6 separate regions of the Mus musculus genome follow, and all the other regions are linked to region 1. A link is a contact called in public HiChIP or PLAC-seq and promoter capture Hi-C data. All regions are on one chromosome and are shown on one strand. Each heading gives the region's core, a stretch centred on a gene start, on an enhancer-like site or on the middle of the called end of the contact. The rest is flanking DNA. Distances are from core to core; before and after follow the strand shown.

Evidence for each region. Promoter capture Hi-C pulls out the DNA fragments that hold promoters and counts their contacts. HiChIP or PLAC-seq counts read pairs in DNA pulled down with a chosen protein or histone mark. Capture Hi-C pulls out chosen DNA fragments and counts their contacts.
Region 2: a promoter capture Hi-C map of liver shows a contact between it and region 1. The contact joins the promoter of Pik3cg here to the promoter of Hbp1 in region 1. A contact is called at or near these places in 14 of 39 promoter capture datasets (3T3-L1-derived adipocytes, the C10 cell line, the HPC-7 cell line and 9 more), 4 of 15 datasets of contacts at CTCF or cohesin (CD8 T cells, the NIH/3T3 cell line, large pre-B cells and 1 more), 14 of 484 Hi-C or Micro-C datasets (the 63-12 cell line, B cells, CD4 T cells and 10 more), 31 of 115 datasets of contacts at active chromatin or transcription factors (the 230-238 cell line, CD8 T cells, DN3 thymocytes and 18 more) and 6 of 9 other capture datasets (adipose tissue, bone marrow-derived macrophages, embryonic stem cells and 3 more).
Region 3: an HNF4G HiChIP or PLAC-seq map of pancreatic cancer cells shows a contact between it and region 1. The contact joins the enhancer-like site here to the promoter of Hbp1 in region 1. A contact is called at or near these places in 3 of 39 promoter capture datasets (the 3T3-L1 cell line and hippocampal neurons), 1 of 115 datasets of contacts at active chromatin or transcription factors (pancreatic cancer cells) and 1 of 9 other capture datasets (macrophages).
Region 4: a contact with region 1 is called in a promoter capture Hi-C map of the C10 cell line, with 4 times the contacts expected there. The contact joins the enhancer-like site here to the promoter of Hbp1 in region 1. A contact is called at or near these places in 4 of 39 promoter capture datasets (the 3T3-L1 cell line, the C10 cell line and liver), 1 of 15 datasets of contacts at CTCF or cohesin (the NIH/3T3 cell line), 1 of 484 Hi-C or Micro-C datasets (uterus), 3 of 115 datasets of contacts at active chromatin or transcription factors (T-cell acute lymphoblastic leukemia, bone marrow-derived macrophages and large pre-B cells) and 1 of 9 other capture datasets (embryonic stem cells).
Region 5: a promoter capture Hi-C map of the C10 cell line shows a contact between it and region 1, with 2.6 times the contacts expected there. The contact joins the enhancer-like site here to the promoter of Hbp1 in region 1. A contact is called at or near these places in 2 of 39 promoter capture datasets (the C10 cell line and HPC-7-derived erythroid cells), 1 of 484 Hi-C or Micro-C datasets (hematopoietic stem and progenitor cells), 5 of 115 datasets of contacts at active chromatin or transcription factors (embryonic basal ganglia, embryonic stem cells, extraembryonic endoderm stem cells and 1 more) and 2 of 9 other capture datasets (adipose tissue and pancreatic islet).
Region 6: an H3K4me3 HiChIP or PLAC-seq map of bone marrow-derived macrophages shows a contact between it and region 1, with 10 times the contacts expected there. The contact joins the enhancer-like site here to the promoter of Hbp1 in region 1. A contact is called at or near these places in 4 of 39 promoter capture datasets (the 3T3-L1 cell line, 3T3-L1-derived adipocytes and liver), 1 of 15 datasets of contacts at CTCF or cohesin (the NIH/3T3 cell line), 1 of 484 Hi-C or Micro-C datasets (adipose-derived mesenchymal stem cells), 1 of 115 datasets of contacts at active chromatin or transcription factors (bone marrow-derived macrophages) and 1 of 9 other capture datasets (bone marrow-derived macrophages).

What each region holds. Positions count from the first base shown.
Region 1 is chr12:31,948,269-31,952,739 of GRCm38.p6, forward strand. It overlaps Hbp1 (high mobility group box transcription factor 1), which reads right to left and starts at 1,977. Exons shown (of 11, transcript NM_153198.3): 1 at 1,928-1,977. The coding sequence starts at 1,942.
Region 2 is chr12:32,205,683-32,210,697 of GRCm38.p6, forward strand. Pik3cg (phosphatidylinositol-4,5-bisphosphate 3-kinase catalytic subunit gamma) reads right to left here and starts at 2,977. Exons shown (of 11, transcript NM_001146200.2): 1 at 2,836-2,977; 2 at 1-316. The coding sequence starts at 304.
Region 3 is chr12:32,447,761-32,452,726 of GRCm38.p6, forward strand. No RefSeq gene overlaps it. Among named protein-coding and RNA genes, the nearest start is that of Gm40375, 52 kb to the left of the region's middle. Within about 2 kb of position 3,646, at least 19 of the 459 cell types and tissues checked have an H3K27ac peak or open chromatin away from gene starts, as enhancers often do.
Region 4 is chr12:32,338,137-32,343,285 of GRCm38.p6, forward strand. No RefSeq gene overlaps it. Among named protein-coding and RNA genes, the nearest start is that of Ccdc71l, 38 kb to the right of the region's middle. Within about 2 kb of position 1,520, at least 28 of the 459 cell types and tissues checked have an H3K27ac peak or open chromatin away from gene starts, as enhancers often do. A contact at or near this core is called in uterus, where this site is marked.
Region 5 is chr12:31,612,704-31,617,613 of GRCm38.p6, forward strand. Bcap29 (B cell receptor associated protein 29) reads right to left here. Exons shown (of 8, transcript NM_001164090.1): 6 at 4,372-4,477. Among named protein-coding and RNA genes, the nearest start is that of Bcap29, 19 kb to the right of the region's middle. Within about 2 kb of position 1,443, at least 6 of the 459 cell types and tissues checked have an H3K27ac peak or open chromatin away from gene starts, as enhancers often do.
Region 6 is chr12:32,432,739-32,437,920 of GRCm38.p6, forward strand. No RefSeq gene overlaps it. Among named protein-coding and RNA genes, the nearest start is that of Gm40375, 37 kb to the left of the region's middle. Within about 2 kb of position 2,478, at least 57 of the 459 cell types and tissues checked have an H3K27ac peak or open chromatin away from gene starts, as enhancers often do. A contact at or near this core is called in the NIH/3T3 cell line, adipose-derived mesenchymal stem cells and bone marrow-derived macrophages, where this site is marked.

The DNA.
Region 1 (4,471 bases), core at 727-3,226:
CCTGGCTGGTCTGGAACTCAGTATGTGTCCAAGGTCATGACCCATTTTTCTGCTTATACCTCCCAAGTGCTGGGGTTACAGACCAGGTATGGGTTTAAAAAATTCTAACTTCCATAATGAAAATGTAATATAAAGTATGACCAGGAGTAAAGTAAATGCAGAACAAAATATGAAAGTACACGGAATTATTACTGACTTTGGGTAGTAACAATTGAAATGATTCAAATTTTCTGAATTATGAGATTTGTTTTCCCCTTCTTGTACACATGTGAAATTTAAAACACAGAAACCATCTGCCGTTGTTTTATTAGCAGTTGGGGAATAACAGGAGAACTTGTAAGAGAGTACTGACATCTTTATTTCCAGCCGATACACAGACCAGATTGTGGTGCACACAAAGAACCTTCAGGCCCAGAGTCTAAAGATAAAATACAATAGTGATAATCTGACGGTATATTAAGAGCGGAACAAACTGCCTTTCAAGTTCACTTGAGAAATGTATGACAAAAAAAAAAAAAAACACTGAGAGGGCATCCTTGTATTTAAGTCAGGGAAGTTAACAAAGGAAGGGCTTTCCCAGGAAGAAAAGATAAATAGGTTTATAAAACTAAACTGGGAGCTATAATAGAAAAAAATTTAAAAAGGTTCTGAAATTTACTAGTCGAGTTGAAGTAATGTTCAAAAGCCTAAGGTATCTCGAAAACTTGTCTTAAGTTTTCTTTTTTCAATGTAACTCCACTTCCCCCAATACTCTTGGTTCGACAAAGCTGGGGTTAAAGGGAGAGGTGAAACACCGGAACCAAAACACAAAATTACGGCTCCAAATCACCGCTGTAACTACTTAAGTATTTATAATTGCTAAAATCATTCTTCGACTGTAACCCATCCTAAACCCCCGCCCCTCTCCCTAGAGAATAAAGCTCCCTTAAGCCCAACTGAGTCCCCCCCAGCAGGTACAAAGTGCCAGGAACCGTGTCCCGCCCAGCTGTCAGTGCCTTCGCCGGCTGAGAAGTCCCAGGGAGTGAACTCCGGAGCGCTCAGCGCCGGGAGCACGCGAAAGCGAGGCTCGGGAAGCCGGCTGCGCCCCAACTCCTTTTTGTTTTGTTTAAATCGGCCTGCAGAGGGAGGAGCCGGGCCTCGCCCGCGGGCCTAGTCGCCGGGTCAGGCCGAGCAGCGCCTCCCGGAGCCGGCCAAGTCCACCCCCACCTCTTTCGCCATTCATCGCTTCCTCCCCTCCCCCCCATCATGTGACCGCAGCCTGGACGCCAGGCTTGTTTTTCCCCCTTAGCGCAGCCCCACCGCGCACCGCGCAGGCGCCTCGGAGCCCATTCATTCGAACTGCGTAACAATGAGCCCCGGGCCCGACGGCTCCGCGAGCTCCCCCGCCCGGCCCGGGCCCCGGAGGCAGCTTCGCCTCCCCGGAGCCCCCGGCCCGCTGGAGCTCGCGGCCGGCGTCCGCCCTCGGCCCCCGCAGCGGGGAGTGGCGAGGCAAACTTTCCGGAGCCCTCCGGAGCGCCAGGCCCCTCCCCTGCCCCGGCCCCTTCCCCGCCGGCCCCCACCGCGAGCGCCACCGAGCCCCGAGCTCCGCCACCCCCACCACCCCGAGTCCTGGGAGCCGCGGCCGTCCAGGCTCGGAGAGCTCCCGGGAGGCCCGGACGGCGGGTTCCGCGCAGGGGATCCAGTGCCCAGAGTCCCAAGGGTCTCCGCTCTCGCGGCCGCTGCCCGGCCCCGAAGCTCCAGCCCCTCCCTTGCCCACCCCCCACCCCTCAGAAACCCCGCGACCACACAGAGTCAGGACGCAGGCCGTCTGTCGCGACAGCGTCGCCAGCTGCTTGCCTGCGCGTTTCCCGACGGCTGCCCACCTCTCTGTGGCGCGCCGCGACTCCCACCGCCGCGTTTACTCCTCAGCCGAAACTTTCCTACTTACCAAACCCGTCGCCATTACCAAGTCTTTCAAGCTTCGTCTTCCCCCTCCCCTGAAGCCCCCGGGGGGCTGAGCCTTCGTCCACCTTTCTCGTCTTTAATTGGTCTGAAGAACTGCCACTCTAAGGTTCCGCCTTTCCATTGGAAAGTGCCGTAGTCCGTCTCGGTGGGCGGGCATGTATTGACTTTTCTCTTGTGTTTACTGGAGAAGGTGGCTTGTCAATCACTACAGAAAGCGCTTTGGATTGGATTGCTGCCGAGACACGGGGGACGGGAGCCAAACTTTGCTATCGAAGTGGATTGTGGGTTAGTAGTCTCAGCCTTGCTCCTTAGCTGAGGAAATTACCGGGGGGGAGGAGCTGACTGAACTACATATCCCAGAGGTACGCGCACAACGCAGTCTTGATAGTAAACAAGAGTCATAGGGACACGTGTATCAGCTCGTTTGTTTTGGTGTCTGAGACAAAAGGGAGGGGGCGGAGGATAGGAGTGTTTTAAAGCCAGGGCCACCTCTCTTCCTTTAGGCCTCCCAGAGGGCCTAGAGCGTCCTTGGTTGGGTATTTCAGCACCCATTCCAGGCCATAAACAGCAGAGTCGCTTGCTGCTCAAAGTTTGGCTGGTGGCCAAGGTATTGTTTTAGTGCGAGGGGAAGAAGATGACTGCACAAGCGGAAGCAGTGCAGGCTAGCCAGGGACTTGATCACTTACAAATCACGGCCCAAGCACGTTGGGGATTACAAAAGTTGATTCAGTACTGCCCTCCCTTAGCAGATGAGCTAGACAGATTTTTTTTTTTTTTTTTTTTTAAACTTAACCAGCCCTTGACTCAATACGCCGCCAACAACAACTGGGGAAGATTTACCAGTGTCCAGTTTGACCAGAATTAGTTGAGACACAGCCAAGTGCCATGTACTGTAGGGTTTAAGAATGAGACAGTATCGGACTCAAGAATTTATACAGCTGTTTAGAGTACTGGACTATTGCTTTGAATTTGAGGCATTCGAAGCGATGTTTCCTTATTGGCCTACATTTTCTTTTAAATTAATACAGAGGAGTGTAGATAGACTGTATTTGTCCGAAGTTAGTTGCTAGGTTACTTGTGTCTTTGGTGAATATTTTTAACTGTCTCTCCCTCCCTAAGCGTTCAGACAGAAAACTGCCTTTCCACTCTGTTTCTACTAGAAGTTCCTCCTGATTTTTCTAAGGGAGTTACCAAAAGTGGGGAATGGCTTTTCTGTGTTAGTTGCTTCCTTTTAAAGGAGGTTGCTCATAGCATCTGGGTGCAGTCAGTCTGTAATTGGCATTTTTACTATTCACATTATAAGCATTACTATAGGCATTATTGAGCTTTTTTTCTTTGAACATGAAGTGTTTAATCATGTAGGGTATGGATTAGGTTTTATTTCTTCCTATTACTAGAAATGTGCTGAAATTGAGAAAGAAAGGAGTACGAATTCTGCTCAAGTCAATTTAGGGAAGAGCTCGAGGTCATCTTTCAAAACTGCCCGCATTTCTAGACCTGAAAGCTACAGAACAAAACCAGTAAACAAAAGATTTACTGGTACATGGTTGAAACAAGGTTTCAAATTCCTTTGAGTTCTGCTTTTGGACTCTTGAAGTGGAAACTATTTCTAAAATAGCCGGCCCAAGTGAGCAGGGATTGATACTCTGCTCACAAATATTCTGTTCACAAGCATTGTTTTCCTCAAAATAATCCAGAGGAAAACCCTCCCAAAATGCCTGACCCCCACCCCCGAGTAAAAAAGTAAGACCCTAGTGTACAACTTTCAGATACTGTAGAGTGATCCCAAAAAGCATGACCGTGCTTCACTCATTTCGTGTTTGTGGTACTTCTGTAGTGGAATTCCAGCAAGACCCATAACTTAAAAACAGAAACACCAATATTAATTTCTTAACTAAACAATAGTAGCCTCTATTCTTGGAGTATGCTTAATATTTTAAAACTAGTGCCTGTGATATTCATATGTTCTCAAAACTAAAAGGTTGTGTTTCCAAAACTGAAAGCTTGAAAGCTTGGGCCACTGACTTACCCGGTCCTCATGAGCATGTATGTAAACTCCAACACCAACTTCCCCTGATACTTAGGAAAAGAGGTGGGGGGGGGGGGGGCTGGGGCTGGGGGGTCCAAACGTAAAAACACTCTCCAGGACTTTCCAGGTTTTACCAAAAGCCGTAGTGGGTTGGATTGTTTTGTTTTGTTTTGTTTTGCTTTTAGCTGTAAATTACCAGGGTGGGAAGAATAAATTTGACTTCAGATAAAGGTATTGCATGTTAATTATGATGTCTTACTAACTGTAGATGTTTCCCATTCATTCATATATTTAATACTATTTATTGACTCCTTCTGAAAATTCAAAGATTTAAAACATTTGTCATAGTTTATCTTATGTCCATGCCATTAAATATAAGTTAGATTAAGATACTTTAATCAGAGATAAATGCACTTATTAGAATCTACCCCCACCCCCAACTTGCAGCAGATATTTAATCCATTGGACTTCCTTGAGGAACTAAGTGAACACCTAGTG
Region 2 (5,015 bases), core at 1,727-4,226, 260 kb after region 1:
TCTGGTAGAGCAGGAGGAATTGGTCCGGGCCCAATCGGTGGTAGAACTCCGCAGCCACACTGGTCTCCAGTGCGCGCAGCCACACCTGAGCTTTCATCTGTTCCACATTGCCATGGCCAGCCACATGCAGCAGCGCTGTTTCTGGAGTCTTGCTGATGCGCTGGCTGGTGGGCAGTACGAACTCAATGGGGATGAGCTCCATGGAAGACAGGCTGCCTGCTGCGCTGCGTGGCTTCATCCTCCGGCGCCGGCGGAGGTTGTCCTCTCTTAGAACCACCGGTTGTTCATAGTTCTCCAGCTCCATGCCCTATGCGACCTGGGAGTGGAGAAACAGAGCTTTGTCAAGAGACACTGCTTCCTGCACATTCCTGTATGATGGCAGAGAGAAGGTGTGGTGGGCTGATGTGAGCACAAGGCCTGGAGGGACCAAGAAAGATGGAGGCAGCGCTGACTTTAGCAGCGCTGGTCAGAACATGAATCCCTGCCAGCTACTTACTGTTTGAGTGATGTAGCCTACCTAATATCCGAGCCTGATTTTTATATGTAAATTTGATTATTTACAAATAGAAGATGGAGGTAAAAGTTAAATAAGGCAGCGCAGCTTTTTAAAAAACCATGCTGACACCGTTTCTTTAGTTTTGTGTGTGTGTATGTGTGTGTGTGTGTGTGTGTGTGTGTGTGTGTGTGTATGATGTTTTCATTTAATGCACCATGGGCCTGGAGAGATGGCTCAGTGGATAAAAGTGCTTCCTGTACAAACATAAGGTCAGAGTTCATACCCTACCTCCCATATAAGCATTACCATTGTCCCCATGGACCTGTAACCCCAGGGGTGGGTCTCTCTCTCTTTCTGTCTCTGTCTGTCTGTCTCTAACGTTTTCTCTCTGTCTCTGTCTGTCTCTGTCTGTCTGTCTGTCTGTCTCTCTCTCTCTCTGTGTTGGGAGGAGAGCAGAGATGAGAAAACTTACTGGGGCTTGCTGTCTGTCTCCCAGCCTAGCTCCAGGTTCAGTGAGAGACCCAGTCTGAAAGGAATAAGGTGGAGAGAGTCTCCTCTGTCCTCTGCAGGTATACTTGCACACCTGCACACACATATGCTCACACCACACAATATACCGCCCTCACATGTGCACAAAAATATGTTAAACCCTCATCTAGCACAGTGTCTGTCATTTACTGGCTCAAAATGGCAACTGTTTGTAAGTACCCTGAAACTCACAGATGCATAAGACAGTACAGTGGAGGGCAAAGGCTGAGTCCCTAAGGTGCGGTGTGAGACCCTGAACATCACTTTGAGAACAAGCCAATGCCGATGCATTTCCTCTGTTCAGTCTCACACTTCTCTAACCTAGACACCCAATCTTGCTTCATCTTCTCTATTTTCAAACTGTCTGAACCCAGTCTCCCTAGTCAACTTCCTGTCTTCTTTCTTTTCATTTTTTCTTTCTATATAAGAAAGCTAGTCATTCCATTCATAAAACTCAAGTGTAGTAAAACTGGTGAAGATTGTAATCAAAGCCGTGTCCCCACACATACCATTTTGGTCATGGAATGCAGAGCATTCCAGCTATCACTGCTATATTAGGGCAGGGGGAGGTGCTAACATACATGGACTTTACCAATATGAACTTTTAGGTAATTTTAACTGAGCCAGTTGGTTTGGCCTGCCTCTGCTTTAGAGGGGACACAGTAGAAGACGTGATTCCTGCCCTCCCATGACCCGAAACAATAATTCAGTTTCCTTATGTCCTAATATTTTCATCTCCATAGCAGGAATTTACAAATTTGTTCCCATCATATTACCTATATTTAGGTATTTGCCCTCTACAAGGTATTTAAGCATAACTATGAACCCATCAACTAATGACTGAAATGCTCAGAGTTCCAAAACTAAAAAATAATCCATAAAAATGATTCATAAAAATTTTGATTTTAATATTTAACATTGCTACATTGGTACTACATTATATTCTAAACCACATTCAAATATTGAAACAAAATATTTCAGAAAATATCATTTACTCTCTAATTGATGTTAATGAGATCCATAATTAGTTTTTCCTGAAGAACAGTGGAGTGTTAATTATATACCCCAAAGGAGATCTTGATTAAAAGCTATAAAAGACAAGTTACATTGGATCTCAACTTATGTACAATTCTTGGGTTAAACTATTTTAAAAGTCAATTCTCCCTCCTTTTAAAATATAATGAAGCTATACTTAGTAAATAAATGAAACCAACTGTCCCAAACAACTGTTGCTTGGTAGCTTAAAGCATTCACTTTGGTCTTTTGGTATAGTATAGAATAACCAACAAAGAAAAGAACCATAAACTATTTTGATACTGACATGAACTTAAAATAAAACATGTCCAAATTTAAGCATACAAATATAACTCAGTTATCTGCCTCAGTGACAGCAGGAACTCACGCTATATAGCACGATACAAGGTACAGAAGAGAAAAGGCTGACCAAATACTCACTGGGTTTCCTCATGGCTGGGACTAAGTAGCTTTGTCCTCTTACAAAAACACTGTCTGGACAGAATTCCCAAGCAAGCACTTGGTCGACTCTGGAGCCTGTCCGTCACGGGCTCTGTGGCCGCCCCTTTCCGCACAAACAAAAACAGAAAGAACTAGTGCACCTGCAAGCCCTTGCTGGACGGAACTTTGTGGATGTACACAGTCTAAGCGCGCCGAGACAAGGAAACTCAGACGCTCGGGGGTTGGCTCAGCTTGAACCGGCAATGGATCCAGACAAAAAGATTCTAGCTGAGAAGGAAGGTGTTACTGTTCCAAGTCATACCAAGCAAAGAGCAAACAACAGAAAGCAGTCGTACCTGAGGCAGCCCTGGAGGTGATGCGGAGGAGGATCATTTGTTTACTTTAGGAAAAAAAAAAAAAAAACGAATCTAGACCTACCCGGGGCACCTCGTCTCTTCCTCTTTTCTGGGGCTCCCTTCATATCCAGATGCAGAGGAAGTGTTGCAGTTACCAGGAAGGAAGTTTTAACCAAGTTGATTATACATGTGATTGCTCATTTTAAAAGTGTCAGAAATGCATTTCCTGCTGAAGCACACACAGAGCAGAGCGGAACAGAGAACGGTGTTTGCCTTACTATTTCTCTCACTCTTTGAATTAACTCTTCAAAGATTGTGAGAGACTCAGACAAACCAAAAATATACCCAAGGCATAAACAAATGAAGCGTGTGTGTAGCTAGCAATAAGTAGAAGAAAGGGCTGCGTAGCCACAGTATTGGATTGCTTGTAGTGAAATCTATTTCCCTTTGAGAATTCGAATAAGCCCTAGTGTGTGTGTGTGTGTGTGTGTGTGTGTGTGTGTGTTGTAACTGTGGACTGTTGGGCTCAGTCTGGATGCTTGCAAGAGCAAAGCCTGGGAACTCACTTCCTTACATTGGTGAGACCTCCCCCTGCCTCCCTTCTAGACCATTCAAGTCTCAAAATATCACAAACTGAAAGTCCTGCAGCATGCAATGTGTGTGCCTGTTGCTGATATGCTGAGTGTGTGTGTGTGTGTGTGTGTGTGTGTGTGTGAAAATGAATTAGTCAGACAAAACAGGAGGACATTGCTCTCCTGGCGACATTAGGGAGCTAGAAACTGCCTGCTCCAGGCAGGTAATCACTGAGAGATGGCTTCCAGTTTCCACAGGCTTGGAGAACAGGGAGGAGGCAGGCTCTGAATTCTTCTTAAAGCAGTCCTATATTTTCCAAGTAACCTCAATTCCTTCTACAACCCTAAGCATAGCCAGTCGTCCCCTGTTCCAGGGGTCTCTATACCAGGGCTTATTCTCCCCCACTAGGCTGTCAAGGATTCCAGCTGGAACAGCAAGAAGGATAGAGGAGCCTCACACAGCCCTCCGAAGCACAGCCTCATGAGTTTCTTTGAGCTTCGTGGATATTGAGATAGAGTCTCTGACCTGTTCTATTTCCTCTCACACAGTCCTTGTGATGGTTCGTACAGATTGTAAACGTGACAGGATCTGGAATCTAAGAGACAAATCTCTGTGCATCCCTATAAGCCTGTCTCTAGACTGGCTTAGGTGAAGTATATAAAGGTCCACTCTAAACATGGGAGCTGCAGTTCTGGATGGGAGAAAGCCAGAGAACGGCAGGCCCTGTTCATCTGCTTCCTGATGGCAGATGCAATGTTAGCAGCTGCTCTATGATCCTGCCGGCATGACTTTCCTGCCACGATGCACTGTACCCTCAAATTGGGAACCAAAATAACTCCCGTTCTGCCTTAAATTGCTTCTGTTGGATGCTTTGTCACAGCAACAAGGAAAACAGTACATAAAAGATAAAGTCCTTTGGGTCTTAGCTTTAAAATAGTGGTTTAAGAGTCAATAGCAGTGGTCAAGTCTTGATTCAAAGGCTGCTGAATTTCAGATATGTAAAGGGGGTATTTCAGCTTTCCAAAGCATATTTCTATGTAAGCATACTTCCTTGAGAGGTTGGTATCTTTACAAGTCTCAGGGTAGCTTGAATTGTTTAGGGGGGAAGACTTACCAAGTTATGCTTCACTCAGTGTGTGTGTGTGTGTGTGTGTGTGTGTTTGGGGGGGCCCTGACAGCAGGTGAAGTGAGTAGGGCTCTTCAGAGGGGACGCTGACCTGAGGGGACTGTGAGCTGACTAATTCTCAGCTTTCCAGCTTTACACACACATGCATATGCACGCTTTCAGAAATGCTAGACTCAGGCTCTTGGGTCCTTTTTCTTTTGAAAGGACTATTCAGCTAAGTTCACTCATGTGAAAAAAATGTCAATTCTCTGACTAAACTTTCAAATACTTTAGGCTTACCGGTGGTTTGAGATTAAACGTCCTATGATCGTCTTCAATTGCTCATACAGCCACTAAAATTTACTATTTGTAGTGAATATTGTTAGGCAGAAGTAATGAGACATGCCTGGTGCCTCTTTTCTCTGTGTGTACTTCTCCATATGGAACCTCATTTTCCTAATAAGGAAATTTTATCCCCAGAAATTTGGGGTCAGCCGATCTC
Region 3 (4,966 bases), core at 2,396-4,895, 500 kb after region 1:
GCAAAACTCTCAATTGCCATAGATGGAGAAACCAAGATATTCCATGACAAAACCAAATTTACACAATATCTTTCCACAAATACAGCCCTACAAAGGATAATTGATGGAAAATACCAACACAAAGAGGGAAATTGCACCCTAGAAAAGCAAGAAAATAAACTTCTTTTAACAAACTCAAAAGAATATAGCCACACAAACATTAAAATAACATTAAAAATAACATCAAGAGTAACCAGATGCAACAATCACCATTCCTTAATATATCTTAACATCAGTGGACTCAATTCTCCAATAAAAAGATATAGACTAACAGACTGGATATGTAAATCAGTCTGGCTGTTCCTCAGAAAATTGGATATAGTACTATTTGAGGACCTATCTATTCCACTCCTGGGCATATATCCAGAAGATGCTTCAACATGTAATAAGGAGATATGCTCCACTATGTTCATAACAACCATATTTATAATACCCAGAAGCTGGAAATAACCCAGATGTCTCTCAACAGAGGAATAGATACAGAAAATGTGGTACGTTTACACAATGGAGTACTATTTAGCTATTAAAAACAATGACTTCGCGAATTTTGCAGGCAAATGGATGGATCTAGAAAATATCATCCCAAGTGATGTAACTCAGTCACAGAAGAACACACATGGTATGTTCTCACTGATAAGTGGATATTAGGCAAAGAGTGTGGAATACCCACGGACCATATGAAGCTCAAGAGGAAGGAAGACCAAAGACTGGGTGCTTTAGTCCTATTTAGAAGGAGGAACAATATAATCAAGAGAAGTAGAGGGTGAAAGGGACTTGGGAGGAAGAGAGGAAGGGGAGGGGAAAAAGATGGGGCAGAATCAGGTATGGGAGGAGATGTACAGAGGGTCAGGAAATTGAACAGAGGTGTGTAGCAATGGGGGATGTGGAACTGGGGGTAGCAACCAGAAAGTTCCAGATGCCAGGAAAGCAATAGCTTCCCAAGACCTCACAAGGATGACATTAGCTGAAATACCTCATAAAGGGGAGGGAGAACCTGTTGAGACCATATCCGGAGGTTAGGCATGCCCTGCCCCATGGTTGAGGAATGGAGCTCCCCATCCATCTCCAAAATTTTAACTCAGAATTCCTCCTGTCTAAAGGAAATACAGGTACAAGGAGTGGAACAGAGACTGAATGAAAGGCCATCCAAAGACTGCCCCATCTGAGGATCCATCCCACATGCAGACTCCAAACCCAGACACTATTGTTGATGCCAAGAAGTACTTGCTGACAGGAGCCTGATACAGCTGTCTCCCAAGAGGCTTTGCCAGATCATGACCAATACAGATGCGGATGCACAAGGACCTCAATGGTGGAGTTAGGGGAAGGACTGAAGGAGCTGAAGAGGCTTTATCTGACATTAATGGGAGGGTAGACCCTTGGTCCTATGAAGGTTTGATGCCCCAGTGTAGAGGAATGTTATGGTGGAGAGGCAGGAGTGGGTGGGGGGAGCACTGTCATTGAAGCAGGGTAAGGGGGGATAGGATAGGGGGTTTGCAGAAGGGAAACCGGGAAAGGGGATAGCATTTGAAATATAAACAAATAAAATGTCCAATTAAATAAAAGAAGAAGGATGAGGATGAAAATTACTGTTATTCTCAAACACTTCCAGGAATATTTCAGGAAATTTTTATTGAATATGAAGTAAGATCTCCTTCTGAAAGAGAGAAGGGTAATGAGGACACATGTCCATCAAGGAAGTCAAGCCCTACATACACCAAGGGACCAAAGGCCAAAGTGGCAATATTACCTCCAGTTCCTCTTCCTTTTCACATACTTCTCCTCCCACTTATATTCATATTCCATTGAGAGGTTCCTTGGCCACCATAATGACACTTTCATTTATCCCATTTAAACAGCTTTAAAGTTTATTGCACTTCTTGGCATTTGCTTTGGGAAATAATTAATCCCATGAGACTAAGTTAAAGAGAAATTGAAACTAACCTCTCAGAGCTAATTCATGATATGGGAAATTGTTAATAAGGGATGAGACCCGCCGGACGGTGGTGGTGCACGCCTTTAATCCCAGCACTTGGGAGGCAGAGACAGGTGGATTTCGGATTTCCAGGACAGCCAGGGCTATACAGAGAAAGCCTGTCTCATAAAAACCAAAAAGGAAAAAAAAGGGGGGGGGGGGTGAGACCAGAACCACATCTAGGTCACCTTGGCATGGAGAGGTGTGGTCCTCCTAGCATGTACTAGATAGAAACAGATACAGGTAAGGGACAAGTGGCTTGCTGCCTTACTTGAAGGTGGCTAAACAAAGCTAAGATAGCTCTTATTATTATGAAACCAAAGCACCCCCAAATACCTAGATGTGTATTTAACTTTCCAGCAAAATAGCCAAGATAATTAGTGGCAGATTGCTAAAGAATGCTTTTCCTATTTTACCTGCCTACATCAATCTGGGAAAAAAATCAGTCAACTTCACTGGCCTAGAGATGAGATTATCCAAGCACCTATCTGCCCACTATTTAGTCTACTCATCCATCATTCTACAAACATGCAGTGACCGTGGTATACTGGGAGCTGAAGGAGTTGGAAAGGTGAGTGCAACACTGCACTGAAATCACATGAATTTCAACCTTAGGATCCCTTCTGTAGTTTTCCCTCAGTAGATGATGAATCTACCAGTTTTCCCATAGCTACACTATAAGGGAGATCGGACATAGAAACATTTAGATTCATAACTACTCCATCACACATTATGTGATGATGAGTTAAGTTAGTTAAAGTTTCTGGGCCACGGTTTCCCTATTTGTGATAAATGAATCCAATAATGGGAAGTTGCTATAAGGAATAAAGAAATGTATGCAATTCTTGAATATGGTTTTCGTTTATCTTCGGTTTTTTGCTTGTTTTGATTTGCTCTGCTTTGCTCTTTTTAGAGTCTCACCTTTCTCAGGCTGACCTCAATCTTGCTAACTAGAAGAGAATAACCTTCAACTTCTGATCTTCCTACTTGCACTTTCTAAATGTTCATATCACAGGCATGTGTCACCAGGCCCAGCTTTCTCTTAATTCTTATAGGATGCTCTTTCCCTTGAACAGAAATGTGGCATTCCTCTCTAAAACAGTCCATGTGGTGTTTAGAGCATTAAAGCCCATAAAGAAAGGGATTGAACTGTGCTCCAACCATATATTCATGATGGCCTCTTGCTTTTCCTAGTAGCTGTTTTTCAGAATTCTTTTTTCTTTTTTCTCCAGATTTCTTGAATTATATTTTTTGTATTACATAGTTCAATCATGTTTTCTTCTCCCCCAACTCTTCCCAGATCCTCCCTATATATTCTAAATATTCTACTCTCTATCCTTCTCTCCACTCCCTCTCTCTCTCTCTCTCACACACACACATACACACACACACACACACACACACACTTGTTTTGATTTTTATTTTTTCTGGACTCTTAAAAATTCATATCTGAAGAGGTTTCTGAGCTCTCCTCTGCCTTTGCCTAGAGCCTTGGAGATCTTGGAGGTCTCTCTCTCTCTCTCTCTCTCTCTCTCTCTCTCTCTCTCTCTCTCTCAGTGAGCAATCTGTCTCCTTGGCTACTTGTGGCTTAGTACACTAAGAGTGACAGAAGAACCATTATTGCTCTTACTCACGCTTAAACATCTGCTCACCCAGCCTGCAAGCTGGGTGACACATGCCAGGCAGCCAAACATCTCCCAAATATGTGGGTCAAAGTCTATTGTTTATTGTTTGAGTCAGACACATGTTATTTATAAGCACATTTGAATTTGATTTTAGGGTTTAAAATAAATCCTGTAGTCTCTCTAACTGAAACTTGAAAGTGAGAAAGTACTTACTTCTGAATAATAGTCTTTATTATTCCTTACCTTTAATATGGATAATTTTTATGAAAAACAAAACAAGCATTGATGAATGTTATCTAAAAATGTCAGAAGAGAGCATTAGAATGGAGGATCGAGCACTTTCCTGGAGGTTATACTAGGAAAGTCAGAGTGAAGCTCTTGCTTATCCATCCTTCCTGGCTCTGTGTTTGTGGGCAGATAATATCTCAGAGATTATTATTGTTGTTGTTAGTACATCACTGGTGGTAGTACTATCTGAAACATAGTGGAGTAGTCCTACTCTGAAGCATGAAGTATACAACCAACATAGCAAATAACCTGGTACACTCTACACAGTGTTTACCATATAATCAGGTTTTCTTTTCCAAACAGATTTTTCACTATTTCTGTTTGTCACTGTCTCTAAAGGTGAGGACTTTTGTAGGCTAAAATATCATCTATTTGACATATGAACTATCTAAAAATGCAATACTTTCTGTTTCCCTTTGAGATAACTAATACATTTAATATACGAATAAGTACTACCTTCAAGTAACAGATTAAATGATTTATGATTTAATGATAGGGACTAAACTGGAATCCATAGCACAAGATCACACACAGAAGATATACTAGAACTTTCTAGGCTCTGCCCACTGTCATTCTATTTTTAGTACAGTAGTGCCTAATAGACATCTGCTAGATATCAAGTGTGCTAGACAGAAGTAACTGGGAGCAGTGGGACCCGGGCACCCAGGAACTCCACCTGACCAGTGGCATGGGCTCCATCTAGTCTGGTTAAAGCACACATCACACCCCACAGAATAATACTGGGAGACTTCAACACCCCACTCTCAGCAATGGACAGAGCATGGAAACAGAAACTAAACAGAGAACACTGAAACTAACAGAAATTATAAACCAAATGGATCTAACAGATATTTATAGAACATTTCATCCTAAAGCACAAGAATATAACTTCTTCTCAGCACCTCACAGTACCTTCTCCAAAACTGATCATATAATCAGTCACAAAACAGGCTCCAACAGATACAAGAAGATTGAAACAATCCCATGCACCATATCAGATCACCATGGACTAAGGCTGGTCTTAAATATCAACAAAAAC
Region 4 (5,149 bases), core at 270-2,769, 390 kb after region 1:
GTGGTGATGAAATGTCACTGTCATAAAGGTGCTGCTCTGAGGCCAGATGTTGAACAGGGGATGGGGGTGGGGCTGTGCAGTACATGTTTGTATACAGTCAATTTGCAGGACAATCCCTGGACTTGCCTCTCCATCTTGTGAACCTAGAACCCATGATTGGTCAAGCAACAGTCTGTTAAAACATGAGAGCATAAGTAACCTAATATTCATGCAGAATTTGGATAATCAGAAAACTATAGCATCTCTTTGAAAAATGTGAGCTCATTCATTCTCTGGTAGATACTACTCAAATGTAATATTCATAAGACCATTCATTGGCCAACATGCATAGTCTCCTTTTCTCTATCTTTCCCTCTTACCACATCTCACCCTTGGCAGTCATAATATACATTTCATAAGACAACCTTAGGCTTACTTACTAATACGCTCTTTGGAAAGACCTAAATATTCTTTCCCTTTCATCATTATAAGAAAATATATGGGTTGTGACTTACTAATTGAACTTCTATTTGAAAGATACCAATGTGGTCTAAATAGCTGATGTTGCAGACATCAAGAAAACTTCCTGACTCCCACTTAGAACTGATGTTGGGATAGCTGTGCTAATAGAGATGTAAAGGGGGTACAGTCAAGTGTCTTCATCTCACACTGGACCAGGCAACCTCCTTCAAGACATCTTGAACCAACACTAGAAGCTAAATATATTGCAGTGAACAAAATAGATATTTTGGTCCTGCTGTGAGAAAAACATTTACACTAATACTCTCTCTCTCTCTCCCTCCCTCCCTCCCTCCCTCCCTCCCTCCCTCCCTCCCTCCCTCCCTTCATCCCTCTCCCTCCCTCCCTCCCTCTCCCTCTCCCTTCCTCCCTCCCTCCTTTCCTCTCTCTCTCTCTCTCTCTCTCTCTCTCTCTCTCTCTCTCTCTCTCTCAGGATGCTAAATAAACACTTAATAACTTGACTCCTGTTTTTCTTGAGAGATCACAGTAAGCCCATCAAAGTCATGTGCCTTCTAGCTGTTAAGTAGGACTGAGTGGTCTGCACATACATTTCCATTTGAGTAGGCAGAATTTGCTCTATTGCTTGCTGAACTGTTTAGCATTCACAGAGGGGCTGAGGCTCTGCCACCAGTGTCATTCTTTTTCAGGATCTCCACACACCACTGCTTACTGGAGTATATTCTTCATTCACAGAAGCAGCGTCTGGCACAGCAGCCATGCAGAACTTCTTGTTTAAGTACACCCAGGGGACACACACTTCAGACATCTTAATAGACCAGATCTTCAGAAAAGAATGAAACACATTTAGAAACAAGGAAACTTGGAAGAGTTTGGCTTAATGAAGCTACTCTATTTTCATTAATCTTTTTAATTCCTACACTGCAGATATAACACTGGTTAAACTTCCAACACTATAAATATTAGACATTATCTCTGATGGGAAGATGACACAGTTGTAAAACCAGAGGAGACTCATTAAAAGCTTATCTGACACATGCCATACCTAAGACAAAAATCTTAGCTTATGTTTTTGGTTTGTTTGTTTTCTTTCACATGCATTTGCTGTGACACGCACAGAAGGTCAGGACAACCTCAGAACCACTCCTTGCCTTCCACCTTGTTTGAAATCATGATCTCTTTTGTTGTTGATCCCAGTGTATACCAGGCCAGCTGGCCAATGAGCGTCCAAGGATAGGATTCTTCTGTTTCTGCCTCCCACTGTGCTGTAATAGCACTGGGAGTTCAGACATGTGCTACCACATCTGGCTTTCACTTAGGTTCTGCAGATTCAAATGCAGATCCTCATGCTTACAGGGCAAACACTTTTTATCTATTGAGCCATCTTTCCTCTCCCCCAAGCTGGTGTTTGGTTTTGGTTTTGGTTTGAAGAGGGAACTGATCTAGCTGATCATAGCCCTTGATGTTTTGCCTGTTTGTGTTGTTCTTAAACTGGGAAGATATTTATAGACATGGATTCTAAATTTGTCACCCACTTTAGTAGCTTTGTGCTTTTAAATTTTCTCTTTATAACTTTAGAAGTTGTGCCTTCAAATCATGCATAAAAGAAAGGAAACATTCTTATGATAAACAGTTTAAAATCTCATGAGAAACCTTATACAACTCTAAATCCTCATCATACCCATCACAAAATGGCTGCTCAAGAGAACAATGTACAGGAGACTGTCCTAGTTTTGTTTCCAGTTGTTGTGACAAAATACTTTGACAAGAGCAACTTGGGCAGGGTTGGGGGTGTAGGGTTTAATTTAGCTCACCCAGCTTGCAGTATATTGCTTCAGGGAAGTCAAAGCAGCAGGAAGAACCTAGAAGAAGCTAACTCCAGTTGAGAGAATGAGCGTTAGCTTGCTTACTAATTCTCAATTCACTGTCTGTCTCTAAGGTAGTTCAGGACACAAACCCAGGGGATGGCACCACTCATAGTGAGCAGGTCTTCTCATTGAAAGGAGAGTTAGATGGTCACAGGACAAAGGGAAAGTGAAAGCAGGTTCCTGAAATGGCAGGTTCTTGTTCCCAGAAAACAATTCAAAGAGAAACTGCAAGAAGGCACCGGAGTTGGGGCACCAGAGTTGGGATGTATCTAAACAAGACAAAAGGATGGACCATCTAGAGACTGCCATATCCAGGGATCCATCCCATAATCAGCCTCCAAACGCTGACACCATTGCATATACTAGCAAGATTTTGCTGAAAGGACCCAGATATAGCTCTCTCTTGTGAGACTATGCCGGGGCCTAGCAAACACAGAAGTGGATGCTCACAGTCAGCTATTGGATGGATCACAGGGCCCCCAATGGAGGAACTAGAGAAAATACCCAAAGGAGCTAAAGGGATCTGCAAACCCTATAGGTGGAATAACATTATGAACTAACCAGTACCCCAGAGCTCTTAACTCTAGCTGCATATGTATCAAAAGAATGCCTAGTCAGCCATCACTGGAAAGAGAGGCCCACTGGATATGCAAACTTTATATGTCCCAGTACAGGGGAACGCCAGGGCCAAAAAGTGGGAGTGGGTGGGTAGGGCAGCGCGGGGGGGGGGAGGGTATGGGTTTTTTGGGATAGCATTGGAAATATAAATGAGGAAAATACCTAATAAAAATATTTTAAAAAACAAGACCAAAAAAGGAAATGGGAGGACCCAGGGAGCCCCCCTAAAATACCCAAGCCTGTGATCTGCTTAGAGGTTATCCAGTCTTAGGTTTCTCCCATCCCAGCTGGAAGGGATAGAGTTATTTTACCCTTCTCAGCAATGTGTCATTCAATTCTTTGTCTGTGCCAGGGAACAAACTTGGCAACCTGCTGGAAGGGCAGCACCCAGTCCCATTTCTAATGAAGGCAGACAGGTGGATAAAATGTGGGGTCCCTGAGATGGCAACTTCTTGTTCCTAAAAGGAACAGGAGAAAACTTCAAGAAGGCATGTAGATGGGGTAGAGGTAGGGCATGGGGTGGGATGTGTGATGGCAGTGACATGAAGTAGGGTTGGGGTAAGGTGGGCACGGGGTACTTTTCCAAAAGGGACTGACAGGGTAAGGAGCAGGTCCTAGAAGCCCCATAAAATACCCAAGCCAGCTTCTGTTTAGCAGACTTTCAGCCTTAAACCTCTTGCATCCCTAAAAATAAGTTGCTCCTTTCTCCACACTTGAGTTTCTGTCTTTCCCTATGATGCAATTCTTTGTTCATGGCAAGGAATGACAACCACCTAGAAAACCACCTGCACCCTGTTACAAACAAACATAAGACAATTCCTCATGTACATACCTAAAGGCTTCAACCTATCCAGAAAATTCCCCACGGAGACTCCCTTTTCAGATGATTCTACATTGTTTCAGGTCAGGAATTAAAATCAGCCATAACAGAGACATTTCAATCCAACAGGCAAGAACTCTATCTTTTGCCTATTTGATACCAAAAACTGAGATACAACAAGAGGAAATTACCCAAAGCACTTGTAGAGGCCTACAACATGGCTGAGGAGTCCCCAGTGGGTTGCCACCATTGAATGCTGCACAATTCAGTCTCTGAATTGTGATGAGTCACAATTCAGTCCCTGAATAATAATTCAGTTCCTGGTGAAACTGTATTCCATGTGTTGTCTGGAGGCCAATTTCATCAGAATCTTTTTATGTTTTTGTCCACACCCGAGGTAACTTGCTCCACCCAAGTAGAATCAAATTATCAGGAAGTATGATACAGAAATGTATGTTTAATGGGTTCCCCAAAGTGTTTCTGATGAACTTTGGAAAAATCAATGCTTCAATAATGAGTGTGTACACCTGGGAGTTAGGTAGTTATTTCAGAGAGAGAGAGAAGGAGATTGTCTTAGAGTTTTCTAATGTAGTGGTTCTCAACCTTCCTTATGTCAACCCTTTAACACAGTTCCTCATACTGTGGTGACCCATAACCATAAAATTATTTTCATTGTTACGTTATAACTGAAAATTTACTGTTATGAATCATAATGTAAATATATGATATGCAGATGGTCTTAGGCAACCCCTGCAAAATATTATATATATTAAATAATACCATATATATGTACACATACATATATATGGTATTAAAAGGGGATTTATTAGAGTGGCTTATAGGCTGTAGTCTGGGTAATTCAACATGGCTGTCTCCTGATAGAAAGACAAAGAATGCAGTAGTTGTTCATCCACAAGATTGGATATCTTAGTAGTCCTAATGTGGTCCTGGCATCTCCATGGGAATTCTTAGAGAGGTCTTTAGTCTACATTCTGAAGACGTAAGTTCTAATATCAGAGAAGGAATGCCTCAGTAACGAATTACATGAACCTGTCAACGAGAGTGAGAGTAGGCAAGCAAAAAGCCAAAAAGCTTCCCATTTTTCTTGTTTTTTCACCTGGGCTGCCACCAGAAAGTGTGGTCCAGATTTCAGGTAGGTCTGCCCCTTATAGATCCATCAATCTGCAATCAAAAGATACAATCAAGAAAACTTCACCGATGCACCCAGTAGCTTGAGTTTTAGTTGATTTTAGATAAAGTTAAGTTGGTAACAAAGATTAGCCATCACAAGTCCACTCTCTTGTTAACTTGAAACACAGTCACATCTTCTTATATCATGCTTAATTTCCAAATGAAAGCAATAACCAGTTCATAAATCTACCTAACA
Region 5 (4,910 bases), core at 193-2,692, 340 kb before region 1:
CTGGTCTGAAACTAGCTTTGTAGATCAGGCTAGTCATGAACTCACAGAGATCCACCTGCCTCTGCCTCTCTGGTGCTGAGATTAGGGTGCACCATGCCTGTGACAGTCCTGTTCTTAAAGGCATGAGGTACAGGTACTGTCATGTCTAGTTAGGTCCCATGTAGCTTTACCATGGCCTAAATGCATTCAATATTTGAGTTCTAGATATTTCCTCTAGCTATAAGAAGAAACACTGAGGAAGATATAGTTGTAGGAACAACAACTACTAATTATTCTGAAGGGTCTTTAAGTTAATCTTTTGAACAGTAGGTTTTCTACACACAGGTTTATTTCTATTATGAGCTTTACAAATTCTTTACATCTTAGGATCTCATTTTTCATAACAAAGCCCTTTCCCAATTACTCAACACACTGGGATAGCAGACTTATTGTTAAATGGACTATTAAAGTGAAAGACTAGATCCTTGCACCTGACTAGGTTGTCTTGAGTACAAATTAGGTGCTCTGGGATATGTGTGCTCTCTTCTGATCTCAGAGATAATATTAATGTACTGAAACACAGAAATAGCTTACTAACTGGTCAAAATCTGAGCCAGGGATTTAAAATTGGAATATTTACTAGTATAATGTTCTTTTAAAAATATTTATTCTATGTGTGTGCAGGAGTTTATGTATATACGCTATGTGCAAGCAGAAGCCCCAGGAGGTTAGAAAAGAGCACTGGATTCCTTGGAACTGAGTGACACACAATTGTAAACCGCCATGGGGGTGCTGGCAAACAAACGCTGCTTCTCTGGAAGAGCAACAAGTGCTCTTAACCACTTAGCCATCTCTCTAGTCCAGAAACAAGTGCTCTTAACTGCTGAGTCATTTTTCCAGCCCCTGGGAGAGTGTAAGAATAAAGTAAAGAATACTACTTTTCTGTTTTGGCGCTAAAATTGGCTTAAGTAAGCCTTTATATTTAGTACTTTATTTTCTCTAAATAACTTTGGAGAAAATATTTAAGATGGATCATAGAAGCACAAGAGAAAATTCCTTTGGGAAACAGCCTATAACATACCAGGATGACTAAAAGATCATTCTGAAAAGTTCTTAAGCAATGTCATCTTAATATCCCCAATTTTGGAAATATTTAAATGAGTATTTGATGCAGCTGTGTGTTGGGCACTGTACTGTTAATCATATAAAACTTTATCAGCTGATACAGTTTCTTAGTCTTGTCTGTATGAATTTGTCTGGTATAAGTCCAGAAAACAGCCAAAGAAACATCTCTGGAAACAGAGCTTTTGAGCGTCTCAAGGTCACTAAGGAAGGTACCTAAAACAGTACTCCATGTTAATGAAATGTGTTCAGAAAATATTACACACCTTGCAGGAACCAGACAAGACTCACTCAAACAGGACAAGGCTGCTTTGACTTCAACCCTGACTCCCATTGAAAGGAGTCAGAGAGTCTACATTTCAACACAGGACCGATAGCTTCTTATCAGATTATAAACGCAATGCCAATATTATTAAAGAGTTCATTTTCTCCAAACACCCACATTTTCTGTTAAATAAATACTGAAGCAATATTGAGTTTGGTTTTAATCAGGATTAAGAAGCTAAAGTTTAAAGTATCTCAGAATTACAAGTTGTTTTTTAAATTTTAGTGTGCATCTGACTCCCTCTGTGGCTTTGACCTGACTGAATATCCTAAACACCTCAGCCTCCCTCAAGCCTCAGCTTTGTAAAGTGTAAATCATAAATTTTGAGTGCTAAAGAAAGAGGAAACTAAATTGCTTGGAGAGGAACATCACCTATTATCATATTTGGAAAACATTACAGTTTATTCATTCATTCATTCAGTTATTCTTAGTGTTTGTTGTGTGAGAGAGAGTGTGACAATGCGTGCAAGCACAGACATGGAGGTAAGAGGACAAGCTGAGGGAGCTGGCTCCTGCTTTTTATCTCGTGGATCTTAGGGCTCCATCTCAGATAGTGAGTGGTGGCAGTGAATACTTTTACTGCTGAGCAACCTTGCTAGAGCTTCTTGTCTTTTTACATTTATTTATGCTGTGTACTTATGGAAGCCAGAGGTCAACACTGGGTGCACTGAACCTGGTTGCTTACTGATCACACAAAGACTTAGGCCAGCAAGCCCCAAAGATCCTTCTATTTTTGCTTCCCCAGAGCTCTAACTATAGTTGACTGTCACCATGCTGGCTTTAACACGGCTGCTAGGGCTTGAACTCAGGCCTTCTTTTGTTTGCTTGTTTTCAAGACAGATCTCACTGTCACTATGTAGCTCTATCTATCCTGGAACTATGTAAACTAGGCAGTCCTTAAACTCATAGAAATCTGCCTGGCTCTGCCTCCCAAGGGCTGGGATTAAAGGTGTATGTCACTATGCCCAGCTTCAGGTCCTCCTTGCTTGACAAGCACTTTATTGACTGAAATAATAATAATAATAATAATAATAATAATAATAATAACAACAACAACAGTTATTATTAATATTACTACAGTTTTATGCTGGCAAGGCTGGTCTGAAACCCAGTCTGTAGGTAAGACCCCTTTCACATCAATGTCGTGAACCATCATGCCTAGTTTATGAAGTGTTAGGGAATAAATACAGAGTTTTGTGTGTGCGAGACAAACATTGAATGAACTGAGCTAAACTCCTGGCTTTGTTTTGGTTTGTTTTGGTTTTAATGTTATATTATCTACTCACAAAATAAGAGATCCCTGTCAGATATAAAAAAGATTTTGTAACATTATTTTTACTAATTAAATGTACTTTTGAAATACTTCCTTACATTCTCTAAAAGGATTAATAGGAACATTTTATGAGTTAAAAAAATCATCATTGCAGAGAATAGGAACTACTAAATTAATTTTTGCATAAATGTTAAACTTTCCTAACTATATCTACATCTTTTTGAATTACAGTAGATATAATAATATTAAATGAAAAGAAGACTTTTGAGTCTGCAGCTATACCGGGACAATCTTGTTTAGAAGGGGTCTGGATTTCTAATGCACTGACTCTAAGCTGTCTTTGGCTGCTGCTTTTGTTTCACGGCCTAAATTTAGACACATTTTAGGGGTTGATGAGATGCTGCTCTTCCAGAGAACCTGGATTCAGTTCACAGCACCCACGTGGAAGCTTACAACCGTCTACAATTCCATTTCTAGGGTATCTGATGCCCTCTTCTGGCTTCCGAGGGCACCAGGCACACATGTAGTGCACATACAAATATAAAGGGAAAACACCCACACATATAAGAAAATTAAAAATTAAAAAAATATAGTGAAGTTGACTAAAGAATTATGCAGCACATGAAATATCCTCATCTGGGTTTTTGTATATAGAATTAGCTTTTATCTTTGGAATTTCAATTTAAAATTCAAACATGCCTCCATGAAATTACTCCTGTCCAAATAATATAAATAGATCTTTAACAATAGCAAGTAATATTTCAGAGAACTTCTATTGTGCTGAGAGCAACTTAAAGGAAACCTAAACTCGTAATGATCTCAAGTAGGTCTTGATTTAGTCACCGAATCCTATTTACCTTCAACCTAAAGTAGTGGAAGAGATTTGAAACTGGAGAAGGCCTATGCATTCACCATCACTTTAGCCAACAGTCTTAACTATGAATACCTGGCAGGTTTCCTTGTGTCTGGCCAATGTCTAGCATTATCTGCCTCCACATGCTGACACACTGCCTGCAGTGGGGGCTGGGGAGGGGTGTCAAGCTACCCACACTCAATATGTTGTTAGAATGACGATGGGTTTGGAGTATCGACTTTACTATGAGTATTGATATACTAAGAACTACTGGGACTTTTTCAGCACAGTAACAGTTGGCTTTGTAGACTTAGATTTAGGATGCACCAATTTGATCCTACAGTGCAGTTTCTCAACTGATATCCCAGACTGGTGCTTACTTTGTCTTTCTCAATTTTTTTTTTTAAATTTATGTGTTGGAAATATTAAGGCTTAAGATAAGCAATGCACTATTCTATCAAGGCTCTCTCCTTGTGATTCCTTCTATCAAAGAAATAATATATGATGACAGAAGAAAATGTGACTGATTTTTACAAAACCATGTTTATAGGAAAGTTTTCAAGCCCACAGCTCTTTTGCTGAGGCAAGAACATTTGTATTTACAACACAGATCTGAAACACCTACATGTTTTTCTGCACAACAGAACATGTTTCTCTTGGCACAAAGTTTCAATCTCATATTGAATAGAAACCTATGAATAAGTCATCCTCAGTGCTTGGCCAGAGGGCATTTAGTTTTGTTTAAAGTAAACCAACGAGGCGTATGTGACAGCATAAAATATCTGACAGTCCTTCCCCTTACGCACGCATGAAAATTACCATCGGAAGCCTTCTTCAGCTCGGTTTTCAGGTTCTCCTTGCTTTCTATTAGTTTTTTATTTTCAGCTTCCAAAAGGTGTTCTTCAGCATTGTCATTTCTTAGCCCCTATCATAAAAGAGTTACAAGAAAAAATAAGCTTATATTGTAACAGTTGGATATTTTTTTGAATAAATTTAAATTGTTGGTCTTTATTAAGTTGTCATTTTAAGTATTTAATATCTTTTATAAAGTACTTTTACTAAAAGGAACTTGATAGCTAGCAAACACACAAAATGTTGTGACGCTGGGGAGAGAGCTCAGCTGTTAAGGGGACGTACACTTTTACAGAGGACCTGAGTGTGATTCCCAGCATCCTAGTGGGGCAGCTTACAACTCCCTATAAAGCTAGCTCCAGGGGAATCCAGTGCCTCTGAGCTCTGTGGGCAACTACACGTACATTCATCTACCCACACACATTCACAAGGACACACATAGACATAAAAATATTTTTATAAACGATGTATTACAGCTGAGAGGCCTCAACACAGAACAACACAAC
Region 6 (5,182 bases), core at 1,228-3,727, 480 kb after region 1:
AGACTACTTCTCCCTTTCACTTCTACTCTCTCACTTTACTTTTATAAAGTGTGTCATTTTAATGTTGAGATCTTTGACCCATTTATGGTTGAATCTTGTGTGGGATGATTGATAAGCCTAGGTCTATTTGCATTGTTACTCTCAGAAGTGCAGTTGAACAGCCCCATTTGTTGAAAGTGCTGTGCACCCAGTGTGAGTTTCTGGCTTCTTTATCAAAAATCAGGTGTATGGGGGTTTGTCATTTATATCTGAGCCTCTAATTTTTTTCTGTTGATCAACATGTCTATTTTCTATGCTAATACCATAGTGTTTTTAGTACTATAAATTAAAACCAAGAATAGGGATACCTCCTGCTGTTCTTTTACTATTCAGGATTGTTTTAGTTATCCTGGGTCTTTTTGTATCTGTGAAAAATTGTGTGGAGATTGCATTGACTCTGTAGATTGCTTTTATTAGGAGGCCATTTTTATTATGTTAATCCTACCAATCCATGACTATGGGAAATCTTTCCAACTTCTGATATCTTCTTCACTTTCTTTCTTCAATGTCTTGAAGTTTTTGTTTGTTTGTTTGGTTGGTTGGTTGGTTTTTTCATATAAGGTCTTCACTTGCTTGGTTAGAGTTACCCCCACAATATTTCTTAGTATTTGAGGCTATTGTGAAAAGTATAATTTCCTTAATTTCTTTATCAATACATTTGTCATTTGTATATAGAAGGGGTACTAATTTTTGTAAGTTAATTTTGTACCCAGCTTCTTTGCTTAAAGTGTTTATCAGCTGGAAGAATTTTCTGGAAGAATGTTTAGGACCACTTATACATAGTATTATATCATTTGTAAATATATATATTTCTACTACTCCCCTTCCAATTTGTATCCCCTTGATCTCCTCCAGCTGCTCTAGATAAGACTTCAAGTACTCTACTGAATAGGTATATAGAGAGATGGACAGCCTTGTCTGGCTCCTGACTTTAGTGGGATTTCTTTGACTTTCTCTCCGTTTAAGTTGATATTTACTACGGGCTTACTGTAAACTGAGTATCAAATGATATACACGCTAGAGATGGAAATAGCATTCAAATGGATGTTACTTTCATAATAGGTTTTAAAATGGTCACTATTATTATCAGCTCATACTTGGGAGTCCAAGTAGATCAGTTATAGGACACAAAAGGCATTCCTCAGCCCCAAAGAGACCCTTTCACTTATATTCCCCACTCTGTCTCTGTCTCTGTCTCTGTCTCTGTCTCTGTCTCTGTCTCTCTCTCTCTCTCTCTCTCTCTCTCTCTCTCTCTGTGTGTGTGTGTGTGTGTGTGTGTGTGACTGTGTGTCTTTTGGTGAAGAATCGCAATCTGACAGTAATAGAGGAAGCAACTCTCCCCCAGGATGAACAACAGATTTCTTTATTAGAAAAAAATAAGAGACAAGTGAAAATGAGACTTCTCTATTTCCACAGATAAAGATTTTGGCTCTGGCATTTTTACAGCATTGAAAGTGTCACACTACCCACTTGTGGGCTCCAGAATATAAAAGCTGACCTGTTGGGACCCTGCCCTCCTTGTCAGAGCTGCTTGTCTTTATTCAAACCTTCAGGGTAGATGTTTCCCAAACCCCAAATTTGAAACCACTGGCAGTCATTTCTTCAATTTCTGTTTACTAACTAGACCTCTGAAGCCTTTTATGTTCAAATCTTTATCCCAAGATGGAAGACACAGTTTCTGGCCTACTGGCAGCCCACAAAGAGACTGTCTTTCACCTTCATTTTACAGTCACTTCCTCCCAATGGAAATGTTCCTTCCCTCCTGAAAGAAGGATAATCATGAAAGTCAGGAGGAAAGAAACTTCACAAGTCTAGGAAAGTTGAAATATGATCTATATTCCTCTCCTGCCAACTTAAAGACATCATAAATATTTGTGGGGGAGGGGTGGGGACAGGGGACACTCTGATCAGCTGAACTGGTAAGCAGAGATTCTTGGCCTAGTTGAGTTGCTGGTAAATAATGTACATTGCTCCAGGGCTGAAGGGTTGGTGAGTCATCACTCTGTTAGGGTGGGCTTTTGGGTGATGCAATTACTTTTGAGTCATCCCTGTTCCTTTAAGTAACCCTTCACCCACACTCCTATCAGCAACCTCAATAAAACACACACACACACACACACACACACACACACACACACACACTCCTCACTGGTTCACCAAGTTGTATTTTGATAGAGTACTTACTTTGGTCTATTGTAGGTTCCCTAAACCAGGTGAGTAGGTGTGTGTGTGTGTGTGTGTGTGTGTGTGTGTGTGTGTGTGTGTATAAGTGTGGTGACTCCCCAGTAAAAGTCCCACACAATCACCCTTACCCCCAGATTAAAATGTAGTCTTGGGCTCATGGCTGGCCTTGAGCACTTTTCTGTCCTATTGGCTCTGTTATGGTGACTATTAGCTGACTCAAGAGTTCAACACTATTCATTGGTTTCAGGAAACTTCTGAACAAAAGGTTTGGAATATCTGCCAAGTTGTCATAGAATCCTGATGACACAGCAGAAGCAGTGAGTCAGCCCTGAAGAAGATGCTCCTTCCCTGGCTCAGGCCTCTTTTCCAGCAGTACAGGGTCAGCTTGGGACATGCTACCCGACTTCCTTGCCTGTCTTGTTAGGAGTTGAGCAACAAATCCCCAGTGCCTTTGAGCAGGAAGTCTCAAACTAAGTTGTCAATCTGTAGCTAAATGATTGGGATCACATCTTGGTGAATGTAGAACCCAAAACAAACACAGCCAAGAAATAAAAGAGCTGAGATTTATTATCTATTGGAGGTAAGAAGAGCAAAGGAGGTATTTATAAGACAATGACCACCTTGAACAAAGGAAGCCTGAGAGAAGCCTATACATAGTAGATAAAAAAGCAAGTAAATAAAAAAGCACTGTCCTACAAAGTGAGTTCCAGGACAGACAGGGCTATATAGAGAAACACTGTCTCGAAAAAAAAAAAAAGAAAAAAAAAGAAAAAAAAAGCACTTCTGAGGTGGGCACATTCCTGAACATGCTCAGTTAAGAATACATTCCCGAGCATGCTCAGTTAAGAATTGCATCCATGGAAGGAGTTACAGAGACCAAGTGTGAAGCAGAGACTGAAGGAATAACCATCCAGAGACTGCCCCACCTGGGGATCCATCCCATAAACAATCACCAAAACCAGACACTATTGGGGATGCCAACAAGAGTTTCCTGATATAGCTGTCTTCTGAGAGGCTTTGCCAGAGCCTGACAAATACAGAAATGGATGCTCACAGCCATCCATTGGACTGAGCACAGGGTCCCCAATGAAGGAGCTAGAGAAAGTACCCAAGGAGCTGAAGGAGTTTGCAGCCCCATAGGAGGAACAACAATATGAATTAACCAGTATCTCCAGAGCTCCCTGGGACTAAACCACCAACCAATGAAAACACATGGTGGGACTCACGACTCTAGCTGCATATGTAGCAGAGAATGGCCTAGTTGGTCATCAATGGGAGGAGAGGCTCTTGGTCCTGTGAAGGTTCTATGCCCCAGTATAGGGGACTGCCAGGGCCAGGAAGCAGGAGTGGGTGGACTGGTGATCAGGGGGAGGGGGGGAAGGCATAGGGAGCTTTTCGGGAGGGGGGGAAACCAGGAAAGGGGATAACATTTGAAATGTAAATAAAGATAATATCCAATAAAAAATAAAAATAAAGAATTGCATCCTTAAGCATGCTTAGTTTAAGTTCATAGTTCTAAAAGGAAAGGTGGTGGACACAGTTTTGAAGATATAGTTGAAGATTATGTAGAGGTTAAAACAGTAGGCAAGAATATATCTGGACCTCCCTTTGGGCTTATCTCATATCATAAAATTGGTGTATAGGGAACACTTCTGGATATCTTCAGTGTTTTCCAAATATTTTAGCTGAGATCAAGTAGAGGAGATTTGTCCCCAGAGATGCCCACCCTCCTTAGTGGTTAAAGCTTCTTGAAGCTGTCACCATCATTAGGAGTCACATGATTCTGCTACATCATTTAGTCAACTTCTCTTCCCATTCCCCAAACCTGACAACTAATGTGTCTTAGAACTTTTTGTTGTTTTGGAGAAGGGATAGAGAACTGCTATGTAGCTAGAGAACCTGGGACTGGGACTGGGCCTGGCGTAGTAGACCAGGCTTTCCTTGAACTTGTAGTCTCCTTTCTCTGTCTCCCAAGGGCCAGGAGTACAGCTGTGTGCCCACGTGTACGGTGGTTTACATCTTTTAAAAGAACCATCTGTGGGATTAGGGGGCTATAAATTGTTAGCAAAGATTTACAATAGCAATAATGTTAGCAAAGAGTTGGTCAAAAGAAATAATCTGTTTACAGCTGTCTGTTTGCTTTCAAACTAGAATGGCAGAGCTTCGTGGCAGAGGCACAGGCTGTGTGGTACTTTCATCACTCTGTACTGTGGCTTGGCATCATTCAAGATGCTGCTAGAATTCACCAGTATGTCAAATGATATATGGTTATAGCCCTCCTGCCTCCCTATTCTTCTTCGCCCTTTCTCTCCCTTCCATTCTTCACTCCCAACTCTCTGATGTTCTCCCTACTCCTCCTTTTATTTATTTTATGTTATGTTATTTTATTGGTTACTTATTAATGAAGTCAGTAAGTCCTATTAAGGCACCAAGGAAAGACAATAAAAAAGGAGAAATGTACGTTTAATATCACATTTTCAGGTACAAGAGAGTATAAACAGTTTCATGATTGTTACTGGTAGTAACACTGTGTAAACACCCATAGTATGTTATCAACGTAACTAGACTAAATAACTATGCCAAAATTTCCTGCTCATGGGAAAGCAGTGATTAGGAAATTTTAAAACAGATTTCTCTTTATGGTCAAATTTCTTCACAAAAATAAAGTCTGCAACCAAAAAAATTTGAGAGTAGCTCCTTCACTAGCCAGGCAAGGAAAGCTGTGTAACAATAGTAAGTTGACTCAGCTGCATTGTCTGCAGCAGCTACAGAGCTGTCAGAAGAAAACAAGCTTAACGAGGCTTCTCCTGAGGAGGACAGTTGCTGTGCATCGAGGACACTAAGCAAGGCATTAATAATAGTAATTAAGAGAAAAGACAAGTGACTTAGAGTGACTGTCATCTCTTGACTAGCTCATAGCCTCTACTGAAATTGTCCAGTTTGTATCTATTTGGGGACT